Linked DNA regions of Zea mays: region 2 is linked to region 1. The links are chromatin contacts, called in public Hi-C maps. All regions are on one chromosome and are shown on one strand. The core of a region is the stretch at or near the end of the contact, and the rest is flanking DNA. Distances in the headings are between cores, read along the strand shown.

Evidence for each region. Hi-C and Micro-C count contacts between places; a contact is called where the count stands out from the background.
Region 2: a contact with region 1 is called in a Hi-C map of endosperm, with 2.7 times the contacts expected there. The contact joins the enhancer-like site here to the promoter of LOC103630344 in region 1. A contact is called at or near these places in 3 of 25 Hi-C or Micro-C datasets (ear, endosperm and leaf).

The regions. Positions count from the first base shown.
Region 1 is chr6:156,781,390-156,785,698 of Zm-B73-REFERENCE-NAM-5.0, reverse strand. LOC103630344 (autophagy-related protein 18h) reads left to right here and starts at 2,322. Exons shown (of 9, transcript XM_008651404.4): 1 at 2,322-2,925. The coding sequence starts at 2,752.
Region 2 is chr6:156,827,042-156,831,350 of Zm-B73-REFERENCE-NAM-5.0, reverse strand. No RefSeq gene overlaps it. Among protein-coding and RNA genes, the nearest start is that of LOC103630344, 46 kb to the right of the region's middle. Within about 2 kb of position 2,175, at least 19 of the 20 cell types and tissues checked have an H3K27ac peak or open chromatin away from gene starts, as enhancers often do. A contact at or near this core is called in ear, endosperm and leaf, where this site is marked.

The sequences.
Region 1 (4,309 bases), core at 1,073-3,572:
GATGATCCATATATGCCAAAATTGAATCAAAACCAATTTGAGTTTTTATTTGAAGTGATTTTGCACTTGTTCTAGTTGCTTTATGTTGTGTTGGCATAAATCACCAAAAAGGGGGAGATTGAAAGGGAAATGTGCCCTTGGGCCATTTCTAAGTATTTTGGTGATTAAGTGTCAACACAAGTGCTTAGATGTGAACCAATGCCCATGAATGAACAAAGTGCAAATCTACAACAAAGGTATGTTTCTTAGTCTTAGTACATTGGTTTTGTGTACTAATATATTTGTCTAAGTGTTAGAAACAGATAGAAGAAGATAAGAGAAGACTTGGCTGTGTACAGCCAAGGGACTGTTTCGGTCTGGGGCACCGGACTGTCCGGTGGTGCACCGGACAGTGTCCGGTGGTGCACCGGACAGTGTCCGGTGCGCCAGGCTCCCTCGGCCGAAGAGCCCGCTCTCGGGAATTTGCTGACGGCGTACGGCTAAAATTCACCGGACTGTCCGGTGTGCACCGGACTGTCCGGTGAGTCAACGGTCGGCCGAGCCAACGGTCGGCCGCGGAATCTGCGCGCGACACGTGGTCTGGCCAACGGTCGGAAGGAAGCACCGGACTGTCCGGTGTGCACCGGACTGTCCGGTGCGCCAGATCTGCAACGGTCGGCAACGGTCGGCTGTGCTGTTTAAGGAAATAAATCGGGCACCGGACAGTGTCCGGTGTGCACCGGACTGTCCGGTGCGCCCGACGACAGAAGGCAAAGATGGCCTTCCAGATTTGTTCTCAACGGCTCCTAGCTGCCTTGGGGCTATAAAAGGGACCCCTAGGCGCATGGAGGAGAACACTAAGCAACTCTTGAGCATACTTGATCATCCACACTCAGTCTTTGCGCATCCGTTTGTGATTCTAAGTGATTCGAGCTCTGTTCTTGTGAGAAACTGTGAGATAGTCTTTGACCTCGAATCTTGGCTGTGTGTGTGCGCGTTTCGCTGTGGATTTGTGTGTGTTGCTTCCCTCCCTTACTCCGTGCTTCTTTGTGAATCTTAAGTGTAAGGGCGAGAGACTCCAATTTGTGGAGATTCCTCGCAAGTGGGATAAAGATAAGCAAGGCAAAATACTGTGGTATTCAAGTGGGTCTTTGGACCGCTTGAGAGGGGTTGATTGCAACCCTCGTCCGTTGGGACGCCACAACGTGGAGTAGGCAAGTTTTGTACTTGGCCGAACCACGGGATAAATCACCGTGTCTCCTCTGTGTTGAATTCTCTGTGATTGTCGTATTGTGCAAGATCTTCTCTTTAGCCACTTGGCAATTATTGTGCTAACCTCTAACAAGTTTTTGTGGCTATAAGTTAAGTTTTTACAGGATCACCTATTCACCCCCCCTCTAGGTGCTCTCAGGCACGGGGAGTTCAGGAGGAACAGGAGCATCCTTACTAGATACGTCCGGATATAACTCCCGAGGACGACCTCTCTTCTGCCACAACGCCTCTCGGTACATGTCTTTTATCTAATAAACGATTATAATTATCACTTGTACCTATTATGCTTTATAATAAGTTTACACAAACTAATAATCGAAATGATAATATAATAGGTGTATACAAATTATTAAACTAACAACCCAATATACAAAACGAATCAGTTGGAAATCATACCTTGGTCTACGAAGTGAACCAACTCAAATATTTGAATCCATCAAATTTTGGCGAAGTTTGAAAATGGGATGAAATGAGCTGCTCTCGGCCAGCCGCGCGGGCGTTTTTATAGGAATTCGTAGCTCGGCGCCAAGATCTGTGGCACCGAGCTACGAGGCCGCGCCGCCACCACGTCAGAGCCAGGTCAATCCTGGACGAAACTAGCCGTTGCTGCCACGTCACAGCTCGGCGCCATAGGCTGTGGCGCCGAGCTGTGTTAGCTCGGCGCCACATGCTATGTCGCCGAGCTAAGGGGCCAAAACTGTATTTAAAATTTTTTTAGGTCTAAACGTGATTTTACTTCTGTTTAAGGGCTAAAATACAAAAAAAAAATTCGGCCCGTGCGCCGCGCAGTTTTCTCGGCAGCCGCGCGCGGCTTGGAAGGCAAGCCCGGGCCGAGAGGGCGCCGAACTTCACGGGGACAGCGTATAGGAGTAGGTCGCAGCGGCGGAGGAAACCCGCTTGGCAAGGGATCTATCCCCTCGTATTCCCCTTGCGTGCAAAGCTCACTCCCCGTGCCCTCGCCACGGGCACCCGAGGAAAGCCTCGTGCACTCGCGGATAGGCAGTGGGCCCTGGGTGGAAGAGAGTTTGCTCCGGGGACGCGAAGCCGGGTGGGGAGAGGCAAACCGGGTGGGATTTCTTGGGATTATTTAAGGGCGAGGGAGGGAGATAGGCACACGAAAGCAACAGCGAGGAGAGAGAAGGGAAAAGGGTGAAGGAAGCCAGGGCCCAGGGAGTTGTTGAATTTCGGTTCTGGTCGGCGTCGGAGGGGAAGGGACGACGAGCGGCGAGGAAGAGGTGTGCGAGGGGAGGAGGGATATGGTGGCCAGCTGAGTCTGCGGATTGCGGCGGCAGCGGGGATCGGAGGCAGTGAGGGGCGGCGGCACTCGGATGGTACTGGCTTTCGCCAGCCCCGGAGGCGGCGATCGTGGATGGGCAGCGGCGGGATTGCGGGGCGGGGGTTGTAGGAGCGGTGGCGGCGGGGAAGTTGGACTCGGAGCGGGTGCTTGTGCTGGTCTCCGGGCTGGGGCAGGGAGAGGAGGTGAGGGAGCGGCGGGGAGGGATGAGGCGGGGGAAGGGGGCAAGGAATGGGTTGCTGCCGAGTTCGCTGCGGATCATATCGTCCTGCCTCAAGACGGTGACCTCCAACGCCGGCTCCGTCGCGTCCAGCGTGCGCTCGGCCGGCGCCTCCGTCGCCGCATCCATCTCCTCCCAGGCAGAGGACGAGAAGGATCAGGTCCACTGCCCCGCCCCTGCCTCCATTTCTTCAAATATCTCTTTTTTCTTATTTACGCTGCTAGTGCAGATGACTGTGGGCGCTGGGGTTTGCTAACTTCAGTGCTGTGCTTGCTTGCAATGATATACTCAATTGTAGCATTCTGCAGTAGTAGGTTTGAGTAATGCCTGGACGCACTTCCTCTATTCCATTCGATTCATCGTTCTGGTGGCAATTCCTGGCTCTTCAATTGAATTGATCATTAACCACTGCCCACTGGATAGGAAAAGTTATAAATTACTAGAATATGTTGATTGTTACCCTTGCAACCGTGTACTCAATAATGCCATTTTGCAGTAGGAGGTTGAGTAATCTAGTGAGCTAGATCTTATGTTCTTGTACTTCCGAAATTCCAGTGGCAATTAATGGAGGCAGCTTTAAGTGAGTTGACCATGAATTCAGTTTAACTAGTTAGGTTATGTTTGGAAGCATCATACTGTTTTTCACCTGTAATGACAACCTCGAAGCCGCAAGGACCAACACCGACAACTTTGCCTTTACACCAAGAGCCCATAGCTGGGGATGCTCCTCACCATGTCCGATGACACCACTGCCAACCCGCTGCTCCCGCTGTCGCTCAGCATGGCCGATGCGTCCTCCCTGGCAGGTGCCTCGGCGAGCATGTTGGTAACAGCACTGCTGCAGAAGGACGCAGAGCTGGGCGCCATTGTTGAGACGGCACTCGGGGAACCGGGCTGCGATCGCAGCTGCTGAGACAAACATGCGAGATGCACTGGAGGAGCCTGATGTTTCTCGTTTTTTTCCTGGATCTCCATTCATGTTTTTTCCCCCTGATGGTTTTAGCCCAAAACAGGTGTAGTTTTAGTGAGCTCACCGGTCATCCAAGCAGCAATTTCCATCTTAGGCTGGAAAAGAATTGTGGTCTTTAATTTACATGGGTTTTGGATAGATTGCCGTGCTTCCAAACTTGCCCTTAGAAGGTAGTAAATTGCTGGAATGGACATTTTCTCTGAAGTGAAAAGGTCGGAGAGTACAGTTTAGGTCAGTGTTCACCCATATCTTAAACATTAAGGAGTTGGTCACCTATGTTTTAGCTGTTTTATTTGAGCTAAATGACAGTTTAAATGGTCTAAATGGGCACTTAAACAGGATAAGTGTCTGATTAATGGACACGAGTAGCCATTGTGTGGCGTCTAAATAGTGTTTAAATGGGCTAAATGGCTGTTTAGTGAACAGCGAAGTCATTTGTGTAGTAGCTCAGTAGAATTCTTATGTGCTCATATTGGTCACCTATGTTATTGTTGGCAACAGTTTTTGACTTCTGGATTTTTCTTCAGTGTTCTTAAATTTTGCCTGGATAACAAAATGCTGTCTCTCCAAGTTT
Region 2 (4,309 bases), core at 926-3,425, 46 kb before region 1:
CACGGTCGAGTATATAAGGCCTAGGGGGCACCCCTTCAGATGGATCGACCCTACTTTTGACCAAGCCACTTACGTAAACTCTCTGTGCCTTCAATCCAGAGAGCCCTCTTGTAACCACACTCGAATACTCACCAGGACGTAGGGTGTTACGCATCTCTAAGCGGCCCGAACCTGCAAATCTTGTCCACTGTCCCTCGTGCGATCGGCACGAACCATTTTGCTACAGTCGTTGACACCGTCCTACTCCTAAAAACACCTTGAGGGGTAACCCCGGGTGTGCGGTCGGGCCCAAAACACCGACACCACGCTCCAACAAAATGATCATATGTGAGAACTCTCATTCCCTCCACATTCATATGACTCTCCAACCTAAGAAAGAACGGAGCGGCTTCGCTCCATTCTACTTTCGACCAAACAAAAAATGGAGTGGGTTTGTTCTGCTTGCCAAACACAAAATGGAGCAGCTCCATTTTTAAAAACTGAAATAGAGCCGAGTTGGCTCCCCAACCAAAGACACTATTAGAACTCTTTGTTTTTTATATTTATTTTCTTCACCTCTGCATATGCGTGCAACACCATCACAAAGAGAGAAATGATTGACTCGGCTAGTGCAAGTCATGTTGGTGAGGTGCACTAGGCCCACCCACTCTTAGGGTTGGTTGTGGATACGTTTAGAGATAGTGTATGGTGGGAGAGGAGACTATGGCCCTGTTTGTTTGAGCTTTTTCAGCTTCTAGCCATCAGAAGTTGTTGCGAACTGCTAAATGCTCAGCTTTTCAGACCGCTTCTATAAGATTCGATTTGATAAAAATCATCCAAAATTAACATGAACACATAATTGGCTGAATCGTAGCAATAGTAGGAATTCGTCTCTTTTTAGATCTTGAACCCTATAAACAACTTCATCTTACTCTGCACGTAATCCTCACGATACTTAGATTCTTCCCACAACCAGATTCTCCCTACAACCAAATTCTCAAAAAAATTGGACAGAAAAAAGGTGAACCAAACATGCCCAATGTTGAGCCAGAAGGAGACATGGTCAAACATACATGTGTTACCTCTAGGTGTAAAGGAGACGAGTTGAGCGAGAAGAAAGGGAGAGAAGAGGCATTGATCGGTGGTGGGAAGAAACTAACAGATTTAAAAGTAGAGGCCCTCAACTTAGTTGTAGGAGTGGATAGTGCTATAGAAAAAAAAATGAATTGGGTAGCCAACAAATACGGAGTTTGTGCACGCGGGGAAGTAGGTAGCATGTTGGGAGGGTTTGTTTCTATCTTCTCTTAGATTAGGAGGTTTTCTAAGTAGTTTGCTAACTATTTGTAAAGATGGCCTTCCATGTTGTTCGATTAGCAGAGAAGACTATCCTAAATGACCGTATCTATAAATAATTAATTAACAGATCTGATTTCTTAGAGTATATGTATCCTAAATTATTGGTTGTCGGATTAGTGACAGCTTCTAAAAAAGACTTGTCACTTTGGTGGTATCTTTAACCCACAAATGTAACATATCACCGCACATTAGGTCCTTACTAGCAAAGCATTGGTACGTTGTTATAGGTTTCATTTAGCCAAAAGTCTATAAAAATCTCTATACTATATTTGAGTATAGAGTATAAAAAAATATATGTGTTCTAGTGGTAGGTAAGTGTGAATGTGAGTTTAGAGCCAACAATTACGGTTCAACAAATCCCATTTACGTATAATTTTACCATATTTTTTTATATTAGCAAAGATTTACTCTTCCTTTTAGGAAAAAAGTACATGCATCAAAGATTGAGGAACCTGTGTTGCAATGATTTTTTTTAAATGTGAACTAACCACAATCCTAATTTTCCTTCAATTAATAATCAGATGCGAATTCCGTGTATTGATTACAAAGGATAAACTCGTCTTAAACCCGGTCAAATGGAATAGTGCATCCAACGTGCAGCAGAAGTGCAGAGTAGCACCCGAGACACTCATTTGAAAGCGTCCGCTAGCTCCCTATCGTCCGCGCGCAGCAACAACGTCGCGCCTCCCACCAGGCCACACCGCACTTCCGCTCTGCCTTTCCGCACGCGACGACGCCCAAAATCGAAACGCTCCATCTCGCGGATTAGACCCGATCGATGCGCTGGCCGCTCGACAAAAATGGCATATCCGCATAGGCGCATATGCCGCCGGATCGCTGGGTATCGCTTGGCGCCTTGGCCTGATGCGGGACGCTCACCAAACAGCCGTACCGCCCCAGCTAGCAACCAAGGCGATTAACCGGTAGCGGCGCTAGGTTGCGAACTTGAGAAGCCGCTACGCCCGAGCATCAGCCATGTGCCCATGTTTTGCTAAGCTGCCCCTCTCCATAAAACAATGCATTACAATGAACAACAATCGTAGGCCTGTGGTCCTAAAATGTTTAGGTGTCGTTTGTTTCACATATTTGTAATGTAATGTGTAACTGATAACGTTAAATAATGTTTGTTTAACTTCAGCCGTAATCAAATATCATACTATAAATTGATATCGGCATATTCAAACATATTATCGCTGGTATTCGAGTGTTAACCATTACCGTTGTCATTTACAATTTGGGGGAGGATAGTTGAACTTGTCCTGAAGTTTGACGAGAGACTGCGCAATGTGCACTATCAGACAAATAAGACTATCCCCAGCAGCTCCCCACCACGGATGCTCAGAGCGGCACATTTCTTGTCTGTATGTGCATCGCAAAACGGCAACACGCCTAGCAATACGCGCATACGCATGTGCGCATGCAAGACTCGTAGATGAGCAAGAGAGAGAGAGAGTACCGGGAGAATGCATAATCGATCGACCCAACGCTCATTTTGTGCAACTGTATCCGCTAGAAGCATGAACAGTTGAATGCGGTCGCGCAAAAAGCACAACCACGACCAGATGTGCGATCTGCTAGGGATAGCCTAATGGCCTCTATTTTTCAAGACATGAGTTAGGATGATACCTTAGCTATCAATTTTTTTAGATGTACGAGACTATAGTCTGAATCGAGAATGAAGACGAACCTTCGCGACTTTGGGAGTTGCCGGAAGGGAAGCCATATCAGACACCGAGTGTCCAAGTCGACTAGATCGTGTTCTTTAATTCTGGATCGTGCGGAGGAGATAAAAAAGGACAATGTGGTTAGATAGAGGGGACACTTTTGCGCCCAACTTTAATGTATAGAAATTTATAGTTTAGTGAAGGAATGTGAAGCATCACGTGAAGCCAGAGTCGAGGCTAAAAGCTGAAGTTGTACGTGGATTATGAAGCCTTTACGCACTTTCGATTCGTCCACGTGTTCCAAAGCAGTTTGATGAAGGTTCAGTGATCAGTTCATGCCAACCTCCCTGATAAAAACACCATTTAAAAACAATTACTATTGACGCCGATTCGGACGTCAAACACTGGAGATGGACCGCCCGACGGGTTCTCTACAGAGGCGTGAACGGTCCACAGCACAGGGCCGGATGGTCTGCGACCTGACACAGGAGTGAGTCCGCCTCTGCGTACGTCTGGACGGTCCGCGCCTGGGGCTCGGGCGGTTCGCGATGGCGCAGAGGGTCTTCTTCGCAACAGACTTGGATCTCGCCTCCCGGGAGGGACCCCATCGGGGAGGAGAGATCATAGGGTGTGTCTTGGCGTCGGCAGACCACCCAAGACGTCTCTAGTCGATGTAGAGCAAAAGGGAGGTGAAGATTTGAGGTAGAAGGAGACCAAACTAGAGCTAAACTAGAACTACTCCTAATGCATAAGGTAAAAATGAGAATTTGACTTGATTTGTGCGGGGTTCAATCGGTCGTAGCCCTTCATCTATAATAAAGGGGAGGTCTGGATCTGCTACAAGTCGTTTCCCGAGCTAATCCCACGGTTTTAGCTAACAAATCCCGCGAGAAACTTGGAACCCTAACTAATTCTGCGCACGCGCGGACCGTCCGGCCACAAGGCCGGACCGTCCGCGAGGACGTTTTGTGTGCTCAACAATTACTTCAGAGCTTCGTCCAAAGACATTCTCCCCAACATTCCCCAAACTACTACACCTTACTCCCTAAGCATATACTAATTTGTACTAACTATTAAGGACGCATTGTAGACTGCCCCTGCCTGCGCGAAACGCCCGCCGCTCCGCTTGCCCGCCGCTCCTCAAGCTCCACGAATCCCGCGCCTCCCCCGCCGCGAATCCCACCACCACCCGCACGCCCACCCACACCTGGCCTGCTCGCCGCTCCTCAAGCTCATGTGCCTCCCCCACCGCTCCTCAAGCTCCGTGAATCTCGCGCCTCCCTCGCCGCGAATCCCACCCGCACGCCCGC